3 separate regions of the Mus musculus genome follow, and regions 1 and 3 are each linked to region 2. The links are chromatin contacts, called in public Hi-C and HiChIP or PLAC-seq maps. All regions are on one chromosome and are shown on one strand. Each heading gives the region's core, a stretch centred on a gene start, on an enhancer-like site or on the middle of the called end of the contact. The rest is flanking DNA. Distances are from core to core; before and after follow the strand shown. Region 1 overlaps Wars2 (tryptophanyl tRNA synthetase 2 (mitochondrial)). Region 2 holds the start of Wars2 (tryptophanyl tRNA synthetase 2 (mitochondrial)). Region 3 overlaps Wars2 (tryptophanyl tRNA synthetase 2 (mitochondrial)).

Region 1 (4,142 bases), core at 114-2,613, 34 kb after region 2:
CGGGAGGAGCGTCTCTGATGTTTCTGGAGTTCAAGGCAGATCGAAGTGGGGTCTGCAGGGTATCGACTCACCTTGGTGCTGTATCACTCCAGCCTCTCCTGCCATCCAGTATCACTGCCTTTCCTTTTCACCGCTGTCCATCTATCTTGTAAGGAAACTGTTTGCAGCTCACTCGAGTCAAAAATGGCCTCTTTCTAACAGTTTATATCTGCAAAGACTCATCTTCCAGATGAGGTCACAATATGGAGTTCCACAAATACATGGATTGCTGGGGGAACATGGTTAAGCAGTGGAAGTACTCTATATTTACTTTTACCCAGAAACAAGGTCAGTTGTTATATAAATATTTCTTCCATTTTGGACACTGAACTACAGATCGTTAAGGTTGCTGACTATTCGTGCTAGTTGAACATAACATTAACTGTAGTTCAAGGATGCTTAGTTTAAAAAGGAAGTGTTAAAGGCAAATAACCAACCCACAGTTTTCCATGAATTTTTTCATTTGCTCAGTTAAGAGCAATTCATGGAGACCCTTGCCTCTGCCATGCTACACTAAAGCAGGGGGTTCAGGCTTAACAACCGGGCGTCACTATTTTGAAAAAACAGTTCAGCCGATGGTATGGGTCCAACAAAGTTCAAAGTAATTCAAATATCGGAGGAGAGATAGGGAAGTGACAGCTATCCCTCTTGCTTTTGTAGCTGCTTAGCTGGTAAGGATACTAGCTAATATTTATTGAATGTTTCCTATGTACTTTTGATATACTTCTGTGTTTAATTCGTGTAATAATCCCATGAAGTAGAAGAAACTGAAGTCATAAATACTTGCTAAAATCACACAGCTAGGGGTTGATACCATAGAACGTAGCAAGGGAGAAAAAGAAATTAGGAGTTATTTTAGGTCATTCCTAGGTTGAGCAGGTTTGGAAGGAGATAGCCAGGTCATGGGTTTCGGGTACAGTGTTGTGCTTGATGGACAGCTGCTTGGAAATGCAAATGGATATGGCTGGCTGGAAACGGTTGGCAATCATATTTACTGTTAACACTCATGTGCTGTGAATAATATTCAAAGCTACAGTAAAACGAGAAAAATAATACTGTCTTCTAAGAAGTACTTTAAACAGGGTGAAGTGTTTGCGAGTGTATATTCTAGGCTCCTTTTTAAATTGGGTAAGTAGATACCATATTGAGAACTTTGTGGCATTTTTTTTTCCAGCCAAATAGAGAAAAGGAATTTGTGACACACTTGGAGCCTGCTGGCTGATAAGTGAATGTAGTTCGCCACAACCCCCCTGTACTCACCCTGTCCTCCACACTTTCCTACAAACACCCCCCTGCATTGCTCTAACCACAGGTTATTGCACTTCAGACCTGATGGTTTGTGGGAACTGCTTTGTCAAAACCATTAAAGAAAGAAACGCCTGTGAATTCTCCTCCTGAAGCACTGCCTGTTTTCGGTGTCATTTTGGTCTCATTAATCAGCATTGCAGCAAGGCAGACACTGTGCTGTGTATTTTACTGTCCCCAGCACAGCGGCTCCTCCATCTCTGCCCCCAGGCTGACGCATTGGGGAAAAGGAGAGAGGGAAACCATCAATCTTCCCAGTTGCTCGTGTCAGCGGCGAGTCCTTCCCCCTTCCTGTTGGCTGTCTCTCTCACCACCTGTGTTTAGAATTAGCACTGAAGCTGCTGCCCAGATGAATGAGAACCACTGTCCTTGTCACCTGCCCTGGCATGGGCCATCACTCCTCAATGAAACAAGTACATCAAGCAGTTATCTCGAGTGGGAACAGGGAAGGAGAGAGAGTCACATGTCTACCTTAGACGACTTTTAATAACATAAAATTAAAGTAGGATTCAGGTCATATATTTTAGAAGGTTGACATAATCATTGGCTCCAAGAAGTAAAAGCCAATAATTTTCCTGAGCACCATCCTCTCAGGATTGTTTGCAGCCAGAGCTGATGTACCTGGTTCAAGGCCTGTCGGTTATCTCCTATCCATTCGCTACTCTCTCAACCCTCCTGAGACTCGGTTTGTTCTTTTGTAAAATAACTACATAGGAGCTTTTGCAAGGATTGAGACACCATTCATAACCCTTGTTATGTTGCTATTACCGAAAGTTCTCAGCAAATGTTAGCTAGTGTTGGACCTCCTTGCTCAAATAAGAAAGTAGCATCAGACAGGTTAAGTGATATAGGAATTAGAAGACATTGAAGGAATTTGGCCCTAGCACTCTCTGATTCACAAAATTCACATCCTTCAGGTTACCTTCATTGTTTCTAGTGTATTTATAGTTTACAGATATTAATAACTTAAATATGCAGACTGTATAAACCACTAAATACTATGTTTTTATTTCCCAGGACATAAAACGAATATGGCTACTCATGTTGGTATAAGACTCTCAGTTACATGCCAGTCACTCAAGCTGTATGCTCACAGATTGGACTGTGCTTTCTTTTTAATTTCTTTTTTAATTTGATGGCAGAAAATGATTCTGCCCTTAGAAAACTAATACAAGTTATCAAAAATAATACAAAATATCAAAAAGTCCATTGTGATTACTGCAACCCCTCCTAGGCACTAGTAAGCTTTGTGTGACTCTCCCTCCTTCATCTGGTTACCTCATGCTGATACAGAAGGGCTGTGCGTTAAGCAGTGTCCATGGTCCCTTACACATGAAGAGATGTGGTGATTCCCACAAAGAAGTAGCACATGAAGTGCCCACAGAGCTGGACGCCTGTGTTCTGGCAAGAGAGTTGGGATTCTCTCCTCCACCAAGGCACACGGGATCTTCATTCTTCTTATGTATTCTATTATACAATCTCTTTGTGTTGCACAGAATGAAACCTATAATTTCTTTCAAATTTCCCCTACTGGTGCATATAGTAGTTTCTTGGGGTTCTTTTTTCTGTACTCTTTGTTTCCATGCATGAAATTTACCTTATGTCTTCTGAAGGTTCAGAACCATGAAGTAGTCACAAGATGACAATCACTTCATTGGATTTGAGGCATTGTTTGTTTGTTTGTTTGAGGCAGGAGTTTCTCTGTGTATCCCTGGCTGTCCTAGAACTCACTCTATAGACTGGGCTGGCCTTGGACTCAGGCTCTGTCTGCCTCTGCCTCCTGAGTGCTGGGATTTTATATATTCTGTGTAAGAATCTTTGGCCTTTCAGCTTCACTTGATTAAAGCTGCCTGTTACTAGTTCATGGAGATCAGAAATGCAAGTGCTTTATATTTTTTGTTTGTTTTTGTTGTTGTTTTTGTTTTTGGGATTTTTTTGTTTTTTGTTTGTTTGTTTGTTTGTTTGTTTTTGTTTTTCGAGACAGGTTTCTCTGTATAGCCCTGGCTGTCCTGGAACTCACTTTGTAGACCAGGATGGCCTCGAACTCAGAAGTCCGCCTGCCTCTGCCTCCCGAGTGCTGGGATTAATGGTGTGCGCCACCACCGCCCAGCTAAGTGCTTTATTTTTAATAATACTTACTTAGAAATATTCATATAAGAATACAGGATATCTAGTGTTGCACTATCAATTATAAAAGAGTTTGAGTGTTGAATCTAGATGCTGGTGAGAGATGGGACCCAAAAAGTATTGCCAAACAGGGTCACGGATAGAACGGAGAATGCTAGTCATGGAGAATTTAATCTTCTGCTTTTCCCAGGCTTGCTTTAAAGATGTCTTTGTGAAGTCCAATGCATTCGAGCTTTCTGAATCCTCAAGCCATATAAGGTTTATAGATCTGGGCTTTGCCGAGTAAGACTCTCCAGCTACTGAAGATGATGCGCTTGCTTGTCAGGGTGTCTTGTCTTTCTCTAGTAAGACTAGAAATAGCACCTGCCTACTCTACTCACCACGCCTGCTCCATGGCTGCTTCTGACCATCCGTTAGTAATGAATTGTTTCACAAGTTTTATTGTATTGCGACGCAACTAAACAAATGGATTTGCTCTTCACGCTTTAATAGTGTGTGTGTGTGTGTGTGTGTGTGTGTGTGTGTGTGTGTGTGTGTGTGTGTTTATTTCTGAACAGTTTGGCAGCTGCAGAGAATAATTATGTAGTAATTAATTGTCGAATTATTGTCTGTTCCATATTGGCCTCACATTAGAATCACCTGGCGAGCTATTAAAACTTAAAATGCTCATG
Region 2 (3,684 bases), core at 990-3,489:
TTTAAACAAATGACTACCATATAACGTACAGAGACATATATGCTTTGCTCTGTAGGTCAGAGGCATGGAAGGGTATGTATCTTAATATTATAGCAAAGCATTAGCTCCAGTTATAAAGGTTGATTGCCTGGGAAATACGAGGCAAATAAGGTTGGTTATTACATTGTTCTCTTTTTTATTTTTTGGAATTATATCATTTCCTCTGTCCCTTGCTCTCTTAAAGGCAGATTAAACAGGCTCAGTACACAGAAGCATAGCAATCTTTATTGACTTCAAGGGGTATTATTAACTTATCTGTGAGGGCCAGCAAAAGTATGTAAGGGATATTTTCATAATAATGTAAGAGATGTTTTCCTAATAATGAGTCACAACAGCAAATGATTTATTCAAACATTATGGTATTGAAGGCGAGTATTGATAAAGTGTCTTTACTGAGAACGTGTCCTGGAGATATCCCCCCCCCCCATTAAAATGTTACCAGTACTAGATAGGCACCTGGGCAGAAGACTCTGAAAATGCACTGGCATCACTGGCTTGATGCCAGGGTTTTTTATTCTGCAATCTGGATAGCTAAGAACATTAGAAGTCTAATGTTAACTCCTGGGGTTATAATCTAATTAATTATATAGCTATGCAAATAGTAATACTTTGCTTTCTATCTGAAGACTAGACACCTAAGGCATTTATAAAACCCCATGTTACAGTAACCATTGTCTATATCTTCTCTTGACTGGCTTTGTCCTGGGCTTCTGCTACACCATGTGTCTTGGGTTTTCTATTAATTCCTGGCCACTTTATTTCCATTACTCGGCCACTTTTTATTCTAAATTCAATCTAGTTTATTCAGTTTTTGGAGTCTATTACCATGTTTTGTAGCTCAAGTGTCCCGTTGGCTCTATACTCGGGTATGTAGTCAAAGTGCATTGCACCTGGAAATACATGTGCCTCAAATTTTAACAACAAAATCATATTGTTATGTTCTGCTGAGGGCGGAACCATGGCTTCTTCAGCTTTCTCCACCTCATACCTGTAATTCCTTCCCTGCTCACTTCCAGTTACTCTGGAACAATTGCATGCTTCTAAGATTTTATTGTATGACTGGAGTTTTATCTTACTTTAGATTTCAACTCCTCGGGAGTACAGGCATCTCAAATACAGCTTACTGCCTATGAATCTTTGATAATTTCCAGTATGTGTTTCTTAGACTAATATAACCAATGCAATGGGATTGTGTCAAATCTGCTCTTTATATTTTTTACTGATTTTTAATCTGAGAGTTTTCAGTTCACTGAGAGAAGTCATCATCTTTACACAAAACATCTTCCATCAAGCATCACTGGTGTCATTGTTACTGAACCTCCGCGGAGCACTGCAGCTCTAAGCATTGTCCACTCTGAACTTGGTACTTGCTTCTATATCACCTCGTCAGTATGCATAATTCATTCTCTGAACCCATGAGACCCCACACTTCCGGAAGGCAAGGTACACACATATCCATCAGTGTTTCACTCAGGGCACTAGAGTAAAGTTGCAGACCCGATGACCAGCATGTAGGTCTCAAAAAGTCATTTATGGTCCTCTAAGAGAAGCAGGCTTCATTCTTAAGAGACACGAATGGAAAGCTGCATCTGGAAGCTTGATTAAAAAACAAACAAACAAACAAAAAACTACATGACTTTTTCCTGTAAGAAATAAGTCAATGGAGGGAAAATGAAATAAACCCAGTTCAACTTCAAAACTGTGAGAGCTGACGTTTATTGGTCTAAGGTTCAGTATCAATGAACACAGGATAGCAAGTCATGTAGTTTTGTATTAGAGAGCAGGTGGTGAGACATGGCTTTGCCAGAATCATTGACTGCTTTTCTTCGGAACTGCAGGGTGAGAAATTACCTATTTTTTTCCACCTTTGGTCTCCAAGGAAATCCGAAGGTGCTAGGATTCCAGGAGCCGTGGGTCTGTTTTTAGCCTTCGTTTAGGGTGGGTGATTTCCTTTACTTCCACGTCTAAAGAGCAACAACTCATTTCTTGAGTCTCCCTCAAGGAAGCTGGCACAAAGGAGAAGATGGTCGGGAAAACACTAAAGCCTAGGGCCACCTATTCCAAGGCGCACCTGCGCTGCAAACTTAGGAAACATCGGTACTGAGCTACTTTGGCCAGCGGCAGCCCAGAGGACAGGCGCATGCGTAGTAAGCACAACTCGGCTCGCCCGCAGACGTCATTCCGGGCCGGCGGCCCCGCCCTTCTCAAGATGGCGCTGTTCTCTGTGCGGAAGGCCCGTGAGTGCTGGCGCTTCATCCGGGCACTTCACAAAGGACCCGCAGCAACTCTGGCTCCCCAGGTAACCCGAGCCGGTCTTCTGCTTTAGGTCTCCGATCCTGCGAGCGCCTTCCCGCTCCCCTTCCCTTCCGCCACTTATTTCTCCCTTCCTGCTTCCTGTAAAGAGCCCTCCACACTTTCTCTCCGAGGTCCACTAGCCTATGACTGTCCCCAACTCAGACCACAGCGACGTTGCACACATGTGACCGCAGGAGGTGCTGCTGCTGGAAAGCACACGCCGCCGGGCCGCGTGGCCAGTGTTGCCTGGCAACGCAGGAAGCCATCTCCTGAAAGAGTGTGACGTTATCAGAAACTTAGTTGCTCTGCGATCGATCGTTCTCTTGCGCACCGTTCTGTTACGTTTTTAGCCTCCTCCCCCTTACAACTTCCCGGGGTGCAGCGGAGAAATCAGAAAAGTTTTCTTAGAATTGGGTTGTTTAGGTTAGTGCAGTAGCTAGCGTGTGGAACGCGAGCAAGAATCGGTGCTCGGTGATCCTTAGGCGCCTGCATCTACCAGGCCCTGTAACCAACAGCAACAAGCTGCCGAGGTACTTCATAGTGTTGCTTGCCTGGCAGCACTGCGATTACCACGACTGAGCTGATGAGCATGATATATTATGTCGAGCCCCGCCACATTTGCATTTTATCCTCAGAGCCAAAAGGTGTTGGGGAATTTGCTTTGTTCTGACAAGCACAAAACATCCCAGAATATATCAGTTTGACATAGATGATCTCGGAAGTCTTGTCTGAGAGCGGGAAGGAAACTTGAACTTCTGTGATGAAGTAATTTTTACACATTGCATATTCATAGCCATTAATGCACAGATATGACATGAGGGTGTCATGTTGTAACTGATGTATTATTGGAAAGCTTTCTGGCCTGGTCCTAAAAGTTCCTGGCTTTTTCTAACATTTGCTAGCTGTGTTACAGAACCAGTTGTAATCCTCTGGGCAGATGGAATAGAGGGAGAATTGGAGTGATTGGCATGTTGATGTACTTCCAAGACTGGAAAGCTTATGGGTTCATGACTATGAAGGTAAAACATAGCCAGCAAGAGTAGATGAAACTAGCATGTAATATTATATTTTGAATCATCCCACAAGTTACTCATTCTCTGAACTTACTTTTTTTTTCTTTAATGTAAACTTCACAAGATTCTTTACGAATAAAAGACACAATACTAGAAATTCAGCAAACAACTATTCAAATGTTACTTTACATTTTAAGAAACAGTGTTAGTTAAGAATTGATTCCGGCTTTAATCATCAAATGTTGTTTTTCTTGAGGTTTGGGAATTTCATTTTTTGGAATCTGATAGGCATATTAATGTGTATACAACCAAGAATATCTAGGACAGATTACTGTTT
Region 3 (4,002 bases), core at 588-3,087, 62 kb after region 2:
TAAAAAAAGAATCAAGTCAGTCAGCAATGAGACTGAGGGAAGAGATGGCTGTTTCTAATGGCGAGGTCTGCTAAGCCGTAGGAGATAAAGTCTCAGCAGATTTAAGGTGAAGTAAGAGAGAAGACTTCCATCAGAGACAAGGGCCAGTGTAAAGCTACTGAGGTGGGAGTGTCCCTGTGAGTTTGGGGAACACAAAAAGGCCAGCTTCCTAGAGTCCAAGTGCAAAGAGGGAGGGAAGTTTGGCCCAGGGTGACAGTATGAAATAAGGAGGCCGTATCGTTTTAGTATCTATGGTAATAATAACTGACTTTGTGCTAGGTCCTGTTAGAGGGAACCTCAGTTCATAGATAGTGAAAGTGGAGCACAAGGAGGTAACTTGGCTTGCCCAGAGTAGCTGAGAAGCAGAGCTAGGATTCAGACTCAGCTCATCTCATCCAAAAGATGAGACTCTTAGGTGTGAGGTGATCTGGCTGGCTAGGCAGGGATCCCAAGTCCTACATCCAGTGTGAGAGGGCAGCCTCCCCACTAGAAGAGTATACAAGTGGCTGTGCTCCCCTGACAGAACCTTCAAACAAAATTCCAAGGCAAAGCTTTAAGCCATACTGCCATCCTATGTCCGGCTTTGCATCTTGCCTGGTAGCCTTACCATTCGCCTACTACAATTCAGCATCTGCTGCAATCACTCCCATAGAATTGCTTTTGTATGCATCAACAGGTTGTAAATCTGTTCCTTTTGCAGCTTCCAGTGAAGTTCATAGTAGCTCGTTCATACACTGAACAAAAAAGCCAGCCTGGGTTTTACAGGGATAAGTAAGGCAGGCAAACTGCGGTGACTGAAGGCTTGTGTCTTGTTCTGTTAATGGCTGCCTTCTTGTTTGTGGAAGGTTACCAAGCCAGTTGCTGTCCTGTACCTTTGTGTGTCTATAGCTAAAACAGATCATATAGTTGATTTGTTTGTGGCTTCACAATATAGGAAAATGATACATTTAAATATTTATCACTTTTTCTTTTGCTTCAAATAGAAATCTGTGCTTTTCCATGTGATCATCTTGACTATGACAATTATTTCTATTATTTCTCATATAATTTATTGAAGATGAATGGCAAACAGTTAATTGGCTTTGGTCTTTTACCTACTTTCTCTACTAGAATTGATTTGAATTAATTTAATGCTAATTTGGAACATTAAAAAAAAAAAACCTCTGTTGAATATTGAATAATTCTCATCCCATAGGTACAAACAAAAAACTACTTACTCCAAGCAAAATACTTTCATTCATGGGGACATAGTTGTAAGGTTTTTATCAGATCACTAAGACAAAGTGTTGGACCCAGCACTGAGGGGAAAGATGTCTTCCCTCTGTCCACACATCCAGGGTCTCTCTTGCTGCATTTCCATTCCTAAAGCTGGTGGGCTGGGCGTCAGCTGCATACACATTTTCCCTGGGCACATTTTCCCTGGTGCCTGGGAGCAACTCTAATCCCCTCCCCTACCTTCTGGGTTACTGCATTGGATAGCTGTTTGTTTACACCAGCAGCCAGCAATGTTCCTGGACAGGGCTGTCATTACCACTGCCTCCACTAAAACCCAAAGGCCTCTTAGAAGAAAAATGACAGATTCTATCCAGCGACTTGCAAAACTCTAAAAGCAATTCCTTGTCAAGCACGTGAAAAACAACTCTTCTTCCTATATGAGTTGAGAAGAAAAAAAGAGAAACTATCTTACTCCAGATGTTGGAGTGCTTGTGAATCCTTGCTAGTGAATCAGGCCTGGGCTGGTTCATCCCCAGGCCTTTATGTTCCCTTTGCAAAACCCACAGAGAACACATTTGGGGCCACTTTGCAGAGTTGGCAAGAGCCTCTGCTTTTTAAGGGAATCATATGGACACAGAATGCCACAATCAATAGACTCAGAATCCCCAGGGCCCAGAAATGGGATGCTTAGGGCTCACAATCTGGGTCATCAGTTAGAATATGGCCTGGGCCCAAGAATCAGCCCAGTCCTTGCCAGGTTTTGCTTACTTGATTAAACTTGATTCAAACAAAACTAGGTTGAAGAGAGTTTGTATTTTTTTGTTATTGTTGTTGATTAATTGGCAGGGGCAGAAAAACAAGAGGAAAACAATGAAGGTGGAAACGGAGTCAATAGAAGAGGAGTTAGAATCTTTAAGACTCTCCGTTGGTGGACAAGTGTACAGGCGATCGCTTTCTCATCGCTGAAGATCTGAAAAGGCCAGGCCTTGAGCTGGGTGCCTTTCTTTACCATCTAAGTGAAAAGCATTGTGGTTACAGTCATGGATTTAAGAGTCAGAGAGGACTTCGAATGTATGTGGGGAGGGGATAGGGTGGAAGTGAGGACAGGAGGGGAAACTTGATAGATTTATTGATAAGCCTAGTATTTCATGGGGAAGGAGGAACTGGGCAGTGGTAGCGCACACCTTTAATTCCAGCACTCAGGAGGCAGAGGCAGGTAGATCTCTGAGTTCAAGGCCAGCCTGGTCTACAAAGCTAGTTCCAGGAAAACCAGGACTGCACAGAGAAACCCTGTCTTGGAAAACAAAAGCCAAACAAAATCAAGAGCATGGATGCTCAAGGACATGGTTGAATTCACACTGAAGATACTGAAAGAGTTCTGGCTACCTCCTCACTAGGGATGCCAAGGACTTAAACAATAAGCTGCTATTTATACTAGTTGGCTTTTTTTTAAATCACTGCTTAGTTATCCTTATCTGTATATCAGGTATCATGGCCCAGCCCCTCACCTGTTTCCTTTTAATAACCTTGACTTAGGTTATTTTCAACTGTTTCAGCCTATCCCTGTTGTCTAGTTAGTACTGCTTAGATGCAAAAAGACACTGGTCACCTTTCTTTCTCTCCTTCCTTTTAGGTGTCTGAACACACTCAGTTAAGTTGGATCCTCACCTGCATGGTGAGACTGCCTCGATTGCAGCATTTACACCAGTGGAAGGTAAATGCCAGAACCTGAGTGTTAATGGGAAGGAAGGTTTCATTTGTTCTGTGCCAGGTGCTAGGCATCCTTTAATCAATAAGCTGTCTTGCCCACCCTAGCAGCAGCTTTTCAAAAATGAAGTTATGTTTCTTTTTCCAAATTCTTCTTCTCTAAATTAATCTTTTATGAACTTTGTAACTTTGTGATAAGTGTTTTTGAGAAACCCAATTTTCTAATAATTTCTGGACTTAACTAATGTGGAATCTAGAAAACTGCTTTGTCCTTGATGAAATGAATGAGAAATTGAGGCGGTATAAGATCTGTGCTGGGGCAGGGGACCATGTGTGGAGCGGTAGAGCTTGGGTGGGCTTTGCACAAAGGAGGCCCCATCTCCCAAAATAAAATAAAATGCCACGGGAATGGTAAAACAGAGCCCTCTCACTTCTGAAGCCAGGAGCGTGAGCATGATAAGCAGCCAGATGATGTTAGAGCTGCTGAAAGGGACCGAAATATATGTTATTACAGGTGGCTCCGCTGCACACTTTGCTTGCTTTAAAAGTTTCTTAATTAAGCAATATAATCAGGTTGAAGTCAGATGGCTTTTTCTTCTCTCCTCGTTTCCACAGGCAAAGGCTGCGAAGCAGAAGCATGATGGGACCGTAGGCCTGCTCACATACCCTGTACTCCAGGCAGCAGACATCCTGTGCTACAAGTAAGGAGGGGCACAGCCCGGAGCGCCTGCACTCTCAGCATGACAAGAGAGAGGCCAAGTGTGAATGTCTGTTTGTTTGCTCATGGCAGGGTCTCCCTGTGAACTTGGAATCCTCAGGCTCCTGAGTGCTGGAATCACAGGCATGTGCCACATGAGAGTGTTTTTAACTCTCAGGAAAAGGTTTGACGTGTGGAGGTGGGGTACAAGAAGGATCAGATACACAGTCCGCACCGCATACTGAGTGTGTGTGTCTTTCAGTGACTCACGAGGGCCATTCAGAGCTAGTGCAGAGTGCCTTCTATGTGGTAGAGACCTTAGTAAGTCTTCTCTGTGTGCTAAC

The links. A called contact is a pair of places that touch in the nucleus more often than the background predicts. HiChIP or PLAC-seq counts read pairs in DNA pulled down with a chosen protein or histone mark.
Region 1: a contact with region 2 is called in an H3K4me3 HiChIP or PLAC-seq map of the SCID.adh cell line, with 13 read pairs. The contact joins the enhancer-like site here to the promoter of Wars2 in region 2. A contact is called at or near these places in 1 of 39 promoter capture datasets (embryonic stem cells), 22 of 484 Hi-C or Micro-C datasets (the AML12 cell line, the G1E-ER4 cell line, LSK cells and 9 more), 7 of 115 datasets of contacts at active chromatin or transcription factors (the SCID.adh cell line, bone marrow-derived macrophages, embryonic stem cells and 3 more) and 1 of 9 other capture datasets (embryonic stem cells).
Region 3: a contact with region 2 is called in a Hi-C map of differentiating embryonic stem cells, with 17 times the contacts expected there. The contact joins the enhancer-like site here to the promoter of Wars2 in region 2. A contact is called at or near these places in 2 of 39 promoter capture datasets (the 3T3-L1 cell line and 3T3-L1-derived adipocytes), 5 of 484 Hi-C or Micro-C datasets (3T3-L1-derived adipocytes, the G1E-ER4 cell line, differentiating embryonic stem cells and 1 more), 3 of 115 datasets of contacts at active chromatin or transcription factors (embryonic stem cells, extraembryonic endoderm stem cells and memory CD8 T cells) and 1 of 9 other capture datasets (adipose tissue).

What each region holds. Positions count from the first base shown.
Region 1 is chr3:99,173,543-99,177,684 of GRCm38.p6, forward strand. The region is part of intron 1 of Wars2 (tryptophanyl tRNA synthetase 2 (mitochondrial)); the gene reads left to right. Among named protein-coding and RNA genes, the nearest start is that of Mir6481, 24 kb to the right of the region's middle. Within about 2 kb of position 1,364, at least 28 of the 459 cell types and tissues checked have an H3K27ac peak or open chromatin away from gene starts, as enhancers often do. A contact at or near this core is called in the SCID.adh cell line and memory CD8 T cells, where this site is marked.
Region 2 is chr3:99,138,851-99,142,534 of GRCm38.p6, forward strand. Wars2 (tryptophanyl tRNA synthetase 2 (mitochondrial)) reads left to right here and starts at 2,240. Exons shown (of 6, transcript NM_027462.4): 1 at 2,240-2,338. The coding sequence starts at 2,249.
Region 3 is chr3:99,201,649-99,205,650 of GRCm38.p6, forward strand. Wars2 (tryptophanyl tRNA synthetase 2 (mitochondrial)) reads left to right here. Exons shown (of 6, transcript NM_027462.4): 3 at 2,888-2,968; 4 at 3,577-3,662. Among named protein-coding and RNA genes, the nearest start is that of Mir6481, 4.2 kb to the left of the region's middle. Within about 2 kb of position 1,838, at least 5 of the 459 cell types and tissues checked have an H3K27ac peak or open chromatin away from gene starts, as enhancers often do.